Linked DNA regions of Sus scrofa: regions 1 and 3 are each linked to region 2. Evidence: chromatin contacts called from public HiChIP or PLAC-seq and promoter capture Hi-C data. All regions are on one chromosome and are shown on one strand. Each heading gives the region's core, a stretch centred on a gene start, on an enhancer-like site or on the middle of the called end of the contact. The rest is flanking DNA. Distances are from core to core; before and after follow the strand shown. Region 1 holds the start of NUDCD3 (nudC domain-containing protein 3). Region 2 holds the start of YKT6 (YKT6 v-SNARE homolog). Region 3 holds the start of BLVRA (biliverdin reductase A).

The links. Promoter capture Hi-C pulls out the DNA fragments that hold promoters and counts their contacts. HiChIP or PLAC-seq counts read pairs in DNA pulled down with a chosen protein or histone mark.
Region 1: a promoter capture Hi-C map of liver shows a contact between it and region 2, with 2.7 times the contacts expected there. The contact joins the promoter of NUDCD3 here to the promoter of YKT6 in region 2. A contact is called at or near these places in 2 of 5 promoter capture datasets (fetal skeletal muscle and liver) and 4 of 47 Hi-C or Micro-C datasets (heart right ventricle, skeletal muscle and subcutaneous adipose tissue).
Region 3: an H3K27ac HiChIP or PLAC-seq map of alveolar macrophages shows a contact between it and region 2. The contact joins the promoter of BLVRA here to the promoter of YKT6 in region 2. A contact is called at or near these places in 1 of 47 Hi-C or Micro-C datasets (heart right ventricle) and 1 of 2 datasets of contacts at active chromatin or transcription factors (alveolar macrophages).

Annotation. Positions count from the first base shown.
Region 1 is chr18:50,756,292-50,760,491 of Sscrofa11.1, forward strand. It overlaps NUDCD3 (nudC domain-containing protein 3), which reads left to right and starts at 2,778. Exons shown (of 6, transcript XM_003134880.6): 1 at 2,778-3,172. The coding sequence starts at 2,981. It overlaps NPC1L1 (Niemann-Pick C1-like protein 1), which reads left to right. Exons shown (of 19, transcript XM_005673340.3): 19 at 1-1,385.
Region 2 is chr18:50,969,093-50,973,370 of Sscrofa11.1, forward strand. It overlaps YKT6 (YKT6 v-SNARE homolog), which reads right to left and starts at 2,292. Exons shown (of 7, transcript NM_001244914.1): 1 at 1,701-2,292. The coding sequence starts at 1,804.
Region 3 is chr18:51,183,521-51,187,916 of Sscrofa11.1, forward strand. It overlaps BLVRA (biliverdin reductase A), which reads right to left and starts at 1,973. Exons shown (of 8, transcript XM_003134889.4): 1 at 1,813-1,973.

The DNA of each region.
Region 1 (4,200 bases), core at 1,528-4,027, 210 kb before region 2:
CATTGTGTCAAGGGCGCCTGCTGTCACTATGACTCATTGCTGTGATGTTGCCCCTGATCACCTGCCTGAGGTTGTGTCTGCCAGGCATCCCTTCTGTACAGTTATTTTGCTGCTGTTTCCACACTCTGCTCTTTGGAGGGAAGTTGCTATTAAATTATTTTTCCTTAAAAATTTTTTTACAAATCTTCTTTTGTTTCATACATTTTTAATCCATGTAGATTCTTATGTCACATTCTTCATTCCATTGTGGTGGTACAAAAATCACTCATGTAGAAGATTTTTGGGAGGGGTAATCAAGAGAAAATGATCACTGGGAGTTCCCACTGTGGCTCAGACGTAATGAACCTGACTAATATCCATGAGGATTCGTGTTCAATCCCTGGCCCTGCTCAGTAGGTTAAGGATCTGGCATTGCTGTGAGCTGTGGTTTAGTTTGCAGACTTGGCTCAGATCTGGTGTTGCTGTGGCTGTGGTGTAGGCCCACAGCTACAGCTCTGATTCAACCCCTACCCTGGGAACTTCCATATGCCGTGGGTCTAGACTCCCCCCCGCTCCCCCCAAAAAAACATGATCACTGGTTGACCCTTGAGCTGGACTCAGGCAGTGGGAACCTCTTCACCCCTTCCCCATCCTTGTAATGTGTGCTCTGCCTACTGTTTCCACAGTGGGCGCTGTTTTCAGGGACACGGCCTTGAGAGAGTAAGGTGTTATTGAAACCATCTGGACAGTGTACGTGACTGAACCCAGTTAAGGTCTCTGTATATACTTCTAAGATTCGGGCAGGTGGGTGCCGAGATCTACTGGTCTTCTGGCTGCCTAGGGCAAGCCTCGTAAGTAATTTCCCTTGCTTATTAAACATACTACCTACCAATACAAAGCTGTCTGCCTCTTTCTCAAGTCTCTCCTTGCCCTGTGTGTATGGGGGCTAGTTTGTGAACCAACAAAGATCAATTCAAAGTATATATGTAAAAAATAAAACAAAGTATAGAATAGACTAATAGGTATACATGTGACAAAATAGGGAACGTTATTGATATGAATTCCATATTGCAACTAACCTTCGAGAAACTACAACCTGTCAAATTTTGGTTTAGTTTCCAAGAATAATACTCACATTTATTTGAAAAGGCAACTAAAGTACTGTTTGTGTGAGACTGGGTTTCTTATACTTCAATCAAAACAACATATTGCATTGAAGTGAATGCAGCAGATATAAGAATCTTGCTGTCAAGATTAAGCTAGACAGTAAAGAGATCTGCAAAAATTTAAAAGGATGCTATGTTTCTCATAAACTTTTGTTGCTTTGAAGAACATTATTTCTTGATGAAAATGTGTTAACATGTAATGTGTTTTTATGGTTATTAAAATGCCTAAATAAATATTAATTTTTTTCTTAGTTTTAATTTCTAACATGGTAACTACTGATAAGCATAGTCCACTCCACATAATATACTGAAGATTATTTATTTTGCCTTTTAGGGCTGCACTGAGACATATGGAAGTTCCAAGGCTAGGGGTCGAATTGGAGCTGCAGCTGCTGACCTACACCACAGCCACAGCAATGCAGGATCCGAGCGGCATCTGTGACCTATACCACAGCTCATGGCAACACCGGATCCCTGACCCACTGAGCGAGGCCAGGGATTGATGGATACTAGTTGGATTCGTTTCCACTGCATAAACAGGCCATAAAAGGAACTCCCTGAAGACTCTTTAGAGTCTTCAATAATTTTTTTTTTTTTTTTTTTTTTTTTTTTTTTTTTTTTTTGGCTGCTTTCAGCATGTGGAAGTTCCTGGGTCAGGGATCAAACCCTTGACACAGCAGCAACTCCAGCGACAACTCAGGATCCTTAACCCGCTGCACCACAAAGGAAACTCCTTCAACAAATTTTAAGAGTGTAAATGGGTCCTATGTTCGAAAAGTTTCAGAACCACTGCTCTAGGACAATTTATCCGAGCTTGACTATTTACAATTCATTAGAGCCCATACACTATGAAGATATGTGTTAACTTGCAGATTTCAGGCCAGCAGAGATGCAAGTCATCTCTATCCACTAGAAAAGATAATCCACATCATTTTGTAGGACACCAGCCAGCTTTGTATCCAACCTGGCAATCTTACTGTTTTTTTCAAAATGTTTATAAATACCCAGTTTCTCCAAAAGCTTCTCCAAACACTGGTTACTCAGTTAAACTGTATAAATTTTTGACATGTGTTCATTATGTATTTGTCCGAGGGTTATGTTTTCTGTTTTAAGATTATGCTTTGACACACACCTAGGATACATATACATGCTGTGCGTACGTATACTATGCATACACAGGGACATACCACACACACATGTACATATAGGTGTATTTCACAGGAGGGCACACCAGATGATTCTGCACCTTGCTCTTTCCATTTAATATGCGCGAATGCACTCACTTTACATTCTTTTGATTTAGGCACATCACAACGCATTTCACCCACGGCTCTGTCATTAACAGGGCACATACCACCCGCACGCTGGCATTTTCCTCTTCTGACGCGCCAGCAAAAGGCTCTCGGCTCGTGTGGTCCCGCCCGTAACCTGGGGCTCGGGACACCCAGTCGGGAACGGGCCCGCAGACCAGGTGACAATGCCGAGGATCAGGTGACACTGCCCACACTACACCTCTTCCGCCCGTTGCCAACATGGCCGCTAGGCGCCCGCAGCTCGGCCGCCCCAGGCTCTCCTGCGCTTCGCGGCGCACAGCGGCCCCTCGGCGACAGCCCCAGGCCGCCACGGCGCCCTGGGGGCGGGGCCTGCGGCAAGTCCCTCCGGCGCAGCCGGGCTCAGCCCCACGGGCGGGGGGGCGGGGGGCGAACCAGCGCGGACCGGAAGTTTCACGGGCGCGCTGGCAGCCGGAGCCGTTACCGCAGGGCACCGGAAGTGGCCGTAGGCCGGCGTCCGGGCCGCGCCCGCAGTGAGTGAGCGTCCCTCCGGCCGGCGACGCCATGGAGCCCGGGGCGGCCGAGCTATACGACCAGGCCCTGCTGGGCATCCTGCAGCACGTGGGCAACGTCCAGGACTTTCTGCGCGTGCTCTTCGGCTTCCTTTATCGCAAGACGGACTTCTATCGCCTGCTGCGCCACCCGTCGGACCGCATGGGCTTCCCGCCGGGGGCCGCGCAGGCGCTGGTGCTGCAGGTAACGCGCGGCGGGCAGGCGGCTCCGGGTGGGGTTGGGGGAGCCGTGGCAGCCCGCCCCCGCCGCCCGCCAGCCCGTCCCCCCCTCCCGCCAGCCGAGTCCCCGTGGCTCTTGAACCCCGCGGGAGCCGAAGAGCCCCGCGAGCCGCCGCTCTCTGCGCTCCCGGCCTCCGTTCATCCTCTGGCGCTCGGACCCGCCTCCTTGGGCCGCGGCTTCACCCGGGAGGCGGATGGAATATCAGATTACTCCTGCGGGAGAGGGGCTAGCGCTCGAGTAGCCTGGTCTGACACTGGGTGCACTTGGGCATCAGAAGCAGTAGATGCTCAGGGTCCCGGTGTCTCCTGCAGCGCGTAATCTTTCGATGTGCCAGGGCCTGCCAGTTAGGAAATAAAAACAGTGCAGGCTGGACGCGGGAAGGCGGCGGTAGCACAGAGACCTGCACACCCTACCATGGAAGAGTAGAGGTGGAGCGGAGACTGTGGTTATTGATGGGTGTTGTCCGCTTGTTTGGAATGTGATTTCTCAGGTCAAAGACAGTCATGGTAGTAGTTAATAAGTTTACGTTTGAGTATATCCCAGGTTAAATCGATCGTATGTTCGAGGGGCTGGTAATACTTGTTCCCTGAAGTTGACTGGGTACGCGAATGTAATAAACAAGAATTTATGTGCGGATTGTATTTATACTCTCAGCTGCCACAGGCGTTGGTGGTGCACTGGTAATGTGGTTGGTTAAATACTCGTCTTTCTCCTTGGGCTACTGATGCTATAGTTAATGAGATAAAACACAAGTGACCAAGAACTATGCAAGGCCAGTTATGTGACAGAGTCCATGAGAAGGGAAGGAGCAGAAATGACGGTTTGAAAATGAAAAATTTAGTAGGGGAGGCGGGACTTTGATGGGATTGAAAGCAGCTGCTCAGGCAAGCATTGAGCTTGTTGGTGGGAACCTGAGATGGTAGACATGGCGGTGATGTCTTCTCTAGCACTTTACAGTTTGTAAAGTGATTTTGAATGTTCCACAGCTTCAG
Region 2 (4,278 bases), core at 1,042-3,541:
AACCCGACTGAAAAATGGGGAGAAGACCTAAATCAACCTTTCTCCAAAGACAGACGGATGGCCAGGAGGCAAATGAAAAGACGCTCAACATCGCTAATTACTAGAGAAATGAAAGTCACAACTACGAGGTTCCATCTCATACCATCCCATTAGGAAGTCTACAAATAACAAATGCTGGAGGGGGTGTGGAGAAAGGGGAACCCTCCTGCACTGTTGGTGGGAATGTAAGTTGGTACAACCACAATGGGTAACACTATGTAGGTTCCTCAGAAAACTAAAACTAGAACTACCGTATGACCCAGCCATCCCACTCCTGGGCAGCTATGCAGGCTAAACCATAATTCAAAGAGGTACATGCACCCCTGTATTCATAGCAGCACTGTTCACAGTAGGCAAGACAGGGAAACTATCCAAATGCCCACTGACAGATGAATGGATTAAGAAGATGTGGTATATATATACACACATACATACAATGGAATACAACTCGGCCATAAATGTATTGCCATTCACAGAGACAGAGATCCAACCGGAGATATCACACTAAGTGAACTAAGTCAGAAAGACAAAGACAAAGACCGTATGATATCACTTATATGTGGAATCTAAAGTATGGCACAAAGCAACTCATCTACAAAACAGGAACAGACCCACACACTTTGAGGACAGACGTGTGACTGACCAGCAGGAGGGGAGGGGGAGGGGATGGACTGGGAGTCTGGGCTTAGTGGATGTGCAAACTATTACATTTAGAACGGAAGAACAATAAGGTCCTACTGTACAGGACAGGGAACTATACCCAGCCCCTCGGGATAGACCATGATGGAAGATAATACTGAAAAAAAAAAAAATATGTGTACGACTGAGTCACTTTACTGTGTAGCAGAAACTGGCAACACACTGTACATCAACTATACTTTCACTAAAAAAAAAAAAGAAGAAGAAGAAGAAGACAACTGCACTGAAAGAATGAAAACAGAATCCAGACGGCAGATTCTACCAGACTTGGGGACTGGGTGACCACAGACCTGGATTCCGTCGGGTCCTTCTCCTTTTGCGCCTGAGTCACCCCCACCCCCCCACAATCCGGCTGGAAGTGTCTGTGGTTCTCCGAATACCCACCTTACTGCATTTACACGCCTCACAAATGTTTGAAAGCTTGGAAGCCCTACAAATCCCACGCGTCCTCCCAAACCATAGAGAGGACCGTAAAGAGCATGTAACTTTGGTGAGTCCTGGCTGGTTCGACATCATCGCTTGGGGCCTCAGTGACTTCATTCACTCGACGGGAGAGTACAGCACTCTCTCCGAGAGGAGGGTAGAAAGCCCCACCGGAACGTCTAAACGTGGCTCTTGAGGCGTGGCACACAAGCTTCCCGGGTCAGAACTACTGAGCGGGAGCTGCGGGCTTAAAACAGAGACTTCTGGGTTTCAACCTACTAGTTCGGACTGTCTGGGCGTGAACCTGGGGAATCTGCACTTTTTCACAGCCCCGTTCTACTTCTCACGCGACCGAAATCCTACAGGAGCCCGCCCTGGAGCGGGGTGCAGAAAGCCTTCCGAGGTCGAAGGGAGAAGGGTTCCTCAGAGGCACAGTCCACAGCCGGAGGAGGAGGCCGCCGCTGGGCTCCGCTACGGGGGGCCGAGCCGCGGGCCTCCCCCGATTCCGGGCCCGGCGATCCCCGCCCAGGCCCGCTCACCTGGACCTCTGGAAGAAGCTGAAGGAGGACACGTCGTACGCGGCTTTGAGCAGCACCACCTTGGGATCGCCTTTGTAGAGGACGCTGAGGCTGTAGAGCTTCATGGCGCCGAGGCCTCGGGCCGGCCACCCGCCCGGCCGCGGGACCGGCTCGCAGGGAGGAGGGCGGCGCCGCCCCTCGAGACCGCCGCCGGCTGCTGACGGGTCGGCCACCGGCTTCCTCCCCCTGGCTCGGGGTTCACTTCCGCTTCCGGTCCGGGGCGGCCGCCTGAGGCTTAACGAAGAGTTTGCGTGCCCCGGATGCAGAGAGGGGCGGCCGGAAACGTGAGCGAGGGGCGGGGCATGGTGCTGCGCGTGCGCGTGCGCTCGCCGCGGTCTCTCGGGGCTGTCTTGGGCCGCCCGGCTCTTTCTCCCGCAGTCTTTAGCCTTTTCCTGCAATCGTCCTCTCCGACGGCCGTCCCTTTTCCGACTGGTTGGTTCTGAGTCTTCTCGGGGGGTCCAGGGTCCCCCAGGACCGTCCTCCCTCCGAGCAGTGAGATCCAGAGCAGCACCCACGAGCCAGTGCTTTGTGCACCCTACAGGGGCGACTTTGATTTATGGGCGAACCGCCTTCCCGGTACCTGTTTTGTAAATCAGATCTCCTTTTGAGTAAAGGGGAGGAACCTTTTCTTCTACAGGCTCCTGCCAGAAGGTAAAGGCATGCCTCTCATTTTCAGATGATCTGATTCCGCTCATGCCCTTCCCAGGCCTTCCTCCTGCCCTCGTGGGAGCAAATCCCTGGTCACACAAGACCCTTGAGCACAACCCTGCAGGGGTGAAGGCTCCCGGGCCTGCCCCACCACCTGTGAAACCAGTTGTCAGACTAACCACTGATTTGAGAGCCAAACTGCTGACCTCACCGAGTAGCAGGGCCGCTTCACCCCAAAAGGGGCAGGTGTAAAGTGACTTGGTGTAAAGTCATTTTGCTTGAGATGTAAAAATAATGCTTTTTTCCGTGGATGGCCATAAATGAGGCTCCGTTCCCTAGGGGTACCGCCTCTTGCCCTTTTCTTGTTTATTAAATGGTAATCAGAAAGCATCTTGAAGGACACACACAAAAAGGGACCTTTTCTTTGGAAGTTGGCAGTAAGCTTCTACAACTATCATGCTAGAAGCAGCCAGATCTGAAATGATGGGAAAGAGATGGTACATTTGAAAAATCAACACCATCCCTCTAAACATTCTAAATTAGGGTGTCTCAACCTCGGTGCTATTGGTATCTTGGGTTGGATAATTCTTGTTGTTAGGGGGCTGTCCAGGCATTGTAGGCAGCATCTTAGGCCTTGTACCTACTAGATGTAGCATTCCACCCGCCACTGGGCAACCAAAAATGTCTCTGGACATTCCCAAATGCGCCCTGGGGAGCAGTGGTTTAGAGGACCATTGCTCTAGATATTCTTGTGGCTGAAGGAAGTTCCCACCACCTGCCCTTTCACTCAGCACCTTCCTCCCCAACCCTCTTCCCTGGGTATTTCCAAGTGCAAAGGATGGAAAGGGATTTTTCTTACATCTCCTTCATTGTGGTACCAAACCTCAAGAACAGCCTTTGGCCAATGCCAGGCCAGCTACCCACAGACAGCACACTAGACAGTGTCACAAGAAGACTGGATGGTGGAGAGCCGTCAGTGTAGTCCTATCCTAACTGCGCTGACACCGCTGCCCGATAGGGGGCGAGCGAGAGCCGTTTCTGAGGAAAACAGGCCCCTTTTCTTTTGCCCCAAAACTTGTACAAAAGGAGGAACCAGGAGGACAGCGTTTGGTTGGAATATATTTAAATGTATTCACTTGACACATAACAGTAGTTTCCCTTATAGCAAACACTTCCTATATGCTACCTTATTTATTTATGTCTTTTTAGGGCTGCACAGGCCGCATATGGAGGTTCCCAGGCTAGGGGTCGAATCAGCTGTAGCCGCCGCCCTACGCCAGAGCCACAGCAACATGGGATCTGACCTACACTGCAGCTCAGGGCAACACCGGATCCTTAACCCACAGAGCAAGGCCAGGGATCAAACCAGCGTCCTCATGGACACTGGTTGGGTTCATTAACCAATGAGCCAGGACGGGAACTCCTATATACTACCTCATTTAATCCTCACAAAAACAGAGGACGATATACCACCTTAGAGACATAGAAACTGAGACCCAGGTTAAGGAGATCGCTAGTAAGACGCACATACCAACACGAAACCACATAACAAACTCATAGCCAGCTCCACCCTAGCAGCTCTCTCCCTCCTCTCACCCTTGCTCAGCCTCCATCCCCCCAGAAAAACTAACTTGGCCAAAGTGGTTACAAACGCCCCACGTTCATCCATCTTTCTCAGAAGCAAGACCCACCTTCCATTCCGTCCCTCCAGCTGTCACCCCAACTTGGATTCAGTCCCAGCCCTGCCACAAACCACCAAACCACAAAAGTGAACAAACCATTAACCTCTCTGGTTATGGTTTCTCTTTCATTTGCAAAACTGGAAAAATATCTTGTTGCTGGAAATGATAAGACATTATATTCCAAGCTCTGGTCATAGTAGATGTTTAAT
Region 3 (4,396 bases), core at 723-3,222, 210 kb after region 2:
GGATGAGAAACTCTGGGATCACACTTCGTGCAGAATGAACCACAGCTGTGACTTTCTTCCTCTCTGAAATGCTCTCAGATGCCCCAAAGCCAGGCTACTGGCAGACGTATGGGGGAAGGACCGGGGAGATGGTTCCTTCTCAGATGGGGCCAAGTGCTGGCCTGAGAGGTCCAAGGGTTAAGGAAAAAGAAACTCACCCCCAGGCTGGATTTTCCTTCCTTGGAGGGTTTTGGATACTTTAGGGCCTGTGCCAGGGAAAATAAAATGGCTACATGGGGCAAAAGCCTGGAAATATAACATCAAGATGGTAACTGTGGCAGTTCTCCAAGTGGCTCAGCAGTAAGGAACCCGCCGCCGACTAGTGTCCACGAGAATGTGAGTTTGATCCCTGGCCTTGCTCAGTGGGTTAAAGATCTGGTGTTGCCATGACCTGTGGTGTAGGTCGCAGACTCAGCTAGGATCTGGCATTGCTGTGGCTGTGGTGTAGGCCTGCAGCTGCAGCTCGGATTTGACCCCTAGCCTGGGAACTTCCATATTCGGCAGGTGCAACCCTAAAAAAAAAAAAAAAAAATAGTAACTTTCATTATGTCTCTGAGTGGTGGAATTTTTTTAGTGACTTTGTTTCTTTTTGCGTATCTACATATTTTAAATTTTTTCCATAAAGGCTGGTTAACATTTAGAAAATTATTCAAAACCCTTAAAAAAAAAAAAAAGCTATAAATGATGCCATATCCACTGGCTCCGTCCCTGCCAGCCCCAATTCCTCAACTGAACAGTCTTTTACATGGCAATACATCAGGGTGCTCTAATCATGAAATACAGAAAATTGCCCTTATAGCTAATCTCAAGAAATGGCTCTGCTTCTTCAAGTCCATTAATATTTGAAGAATGAATGAATGAACGAATCTACTCTGCTTTCAAATGACAAGAACTAAGCAACCGACCAAGACTACTTTCACAGAGACAAATCTGAGACTCAAGCCCAAAAACAACACAGGTCTGCATTGTCCTGTAAGACACACTGGCTACTTAAATGTAAATTAATTAAATACGGAGCATCTCCATTTTCACAGAAAGATCCCACTTTACTCCCCCCACCACTTCTCTCCTGCTTTACGTGATCTCTGCACCCAATATGTGGTTATATATATATTTATATGATTTCTTACTCTTCTACGTGATTTTGCTGCCAACTGTCTTTGCAGAACAATTCAGGGTATCAGTACTTAGAAATACCTCTCTGTCTAGATTATCCTGTTGCTGGGGGCAGCTCAACCTTCGTTTTTTCAGAGTGCACGTAATTCATGTAACCCTCACAACAAATGAAATTCGTAACATTTTCCAGTTTCCAAAGAGGACAGTGCAGCCAGGAGAGATTAAGTGACCCGTGCAGGGTTTGTACCGAGGGCCAGAACCCCAGCCTGCGCGGTCCTCCGATTCCCCGCCGGGCCGAACCCTCATCCGGGCTGGAGATGCCGGGGCAGCGCCGCGAGACTTCGCCGCACCACGCGTAGCACCCACCCAAAACCATAACCACTTTACGAGTGAAATACAGATGCAATGTTTTGAACAGTCGGTCTTTGCCACTTGAGAAAGGCCTTCTCTGGGAGAGCACCTCGCGATCCCCGGCCGGCCAAGCCTCTCGATCGTCCGTTCAGGCGACGGGCCCGGGCGGGGCGAGGTGGACGGCGCCGAAAGCTCGGGCAGGACAGCGGATCGGGCACCGGGTCCCCGGCTGGCAGCGGTTTTCACGCTTCGGCCTGAGGGTTTTAGCAAAGCTCTACGCGACCCCGATCCCCCGCGCGCCCTTACCTGCCGCTGAGCACAAAGCTTGAGCTCGCCGGGCAGTCTCCGCGCTCGGCGCCACCACCGCGCAGAGAACAGGCCGGAGCGCAGCCGGGATTGGCCGCTGGGCGGGAGGACTCGGGGGAGCGCGGGGTCGGGGAGCCAGAGGGAGGGGCGAGGGGAGGGGCGAGGGGAGGGGCGGGGGAGAGGGGAGGGGGGAGGGGGAGGCGGGGCCGTGAGGGGCGGGGTCCCGCCTCAAGCCTCCTCCTGGGAGGGCGTGGCCCCAGCACCTTCTGGCGCAATGGGACTCGAAGGGCTGGCTGGGACCTTCTCCCCGCTCGGGTATCCCGCCCAGCTCGTGCCCTGTCGCTGCGCTCTGCTCCGCCGGGCGAGTGGGCCCAGGGCTCTCGTCCACAGGGGAGAGGGAGCCCTGGACCCAAGTTCGGGGCCTTCAGCAGCCTCGCAGGCCAGTCATGGTGTGCTCTGTCCTCTTAGTGGTGGGCATAGCAGCCCCTTGCTCCGCTCTACTCCTGCCCCATGGAACCCACTAGATCCTTTCTGGGTTAGGAGCCCCAGTGCCCCGGAAAACAGGCAGCGAAGGGCTCTGTGTGTGTGTGTGTGTGAAAATACACATAAAACTTCCATCTTAACCTTTTTTTTTTTTTTTTTTTGTCTTTTGTCTTTTTAGGGTGGCACCTGCAGCATGTGGAGGTTCCCAGGCTAGGGGTCAAATCGGAGCTGTAGCCGCCAGCCTACGCCACAGCAGCGCTGGGTCCGAGCCATGTCTGCAACCTACACCACCCCACAGGCAATTCCAGATCCTTAACCCACTGAGCGAGGCCAGGGATGGAACCTGCGTCCTCCTGGATGCTAGTCGGGTTCTCCTTAACCACTGAGCCATGATGGGAACTCCCATCTTAACCATTTTTAAGTGTATAGTTCAGCGGCATTAAATACGTTCACATTGTGCAAAACCCACCACTATCCATCCCCACAAGCGCTTTTATCTCGTTACCAAATATAAGTTCGTGTTCCTGGTGCACAGTGAGGTCAAACAAACGGAAAGATCAGAGTTTCCAGCAGAGGAAGGTTTATTGCAGGGCCATGCAAGGAGACTGGTGCTCCCAAACTCCCTAACTCTTTGCGGGGCTTCAGCAAAGCACTTTTTTGGGGGGAGGGGGGTGTCTTTTTTGCCATTTCTTTGGCCGCTCCTGCAGCATATGGAGGTTCCCAGGCTAGGGGTCCAATCAGACAGTAGCCTCCGGCCTACACCACAGCCACAGCAACGCGGGATCCGAACCACGTCTGCAACCTACACCAGAGCTCACGGGCAACGCCAGATCCTTAACCCACTGAGCAAGGCCACGGATCGAACCGGCAACCTCATGGTTCCTAGTCGGATTCATTAACCACTGCGCCACGACGGGAACTCCCTCAGCAAAGCACTTTTAAACGCAAGGTGAGGGAGCATGGTTAGTTTCAAACTTCTTGGTGAGGGACACTTCCTATGGCTGTCCACTGTAGGTGGCTCACCAAGTTCCTATAAACCTCCTCCAAGACTCTGTTGTTAGTCTCTGTTCCGCAACTTTTTAATCTCTATATGAATGGGTTCTTCAAGTTCAGAGCCCCCAGAATAGGCTATCCTGAATATTTCAAGCCATAGGTAACATCCTTTTTACAAAAGCTGCTGAGCCAGCATGACTAAGCACAGGCACAAAGCACAAAGGTAAAGGGAACAGAGTTGAGGTAGAGCTATGTTCTTTCTGTTAGGGGGTAAGTGTATACAATGAAACACAAAGCTGCAAGACAAGAATAGCTGGAGAAACCCTTAAATTGTAACAATAGAACTTGTATCTTCCCTGTTTCTTACTCTATCAGGAAGCTCTGCTAAAAACAGAAACTACCCCTTGCCATATATAACTAGCTGCTCCCTAAGCTCAGGGGATCCTGAGTTCTCTCTGCTCAGGGCTCCTCCTAGCTCTGTCCTTTGATAAACTCCCCTGCTCTAGAGCTCCCTGCTCTGGTCTCTGCCTCCTTCTTCTCTCGATGTTTCTAACACTTTCCTATTACAATCTTGTGAAACTGAAGCTCTATACTCTTTTTAAAAAATGACTCCCCATTATTCCCTGCCCCCAGCCCTAGTATTCACCATTCCCTTTCTTTTTTTATGATTTTGACTACTGCAACTCCCTCAGGTAAGTAGGATCATACGGTGTGTGTGTTATCCCAAGTCTGCGTGTCCGATGCACAGTGAGGCCAAAACAAACCAAAGTGGAGCAGAGAAAGGTTTATTGCATGGCCATGCAAGGAAATCGGTGTTTTGTTCCCCCTAAATATCCCGAATTTCCCAAACCAAAATTGCAAAACATTTTTTTTTCTTTTTTCTTTTTTTTCCTTTTGGAAAAACGCTTTGCATGTGGAATTCCTGGGTCAGGGATTAGATCTAAGCCTCGGTCTTGACTTTAGCCCCAGCTGTGGCAACCTTGGGTCCTTAACCCTCTATGCCTGGGGAACCTGTTCCCAGAGTTCCAGGGATGCCAGGGATCCTGTTGCAGCAAAGCGGGAACTCCTGCAAGACATTTTTAAAGGCAAAGTGAGGGAGGAGGGTGGG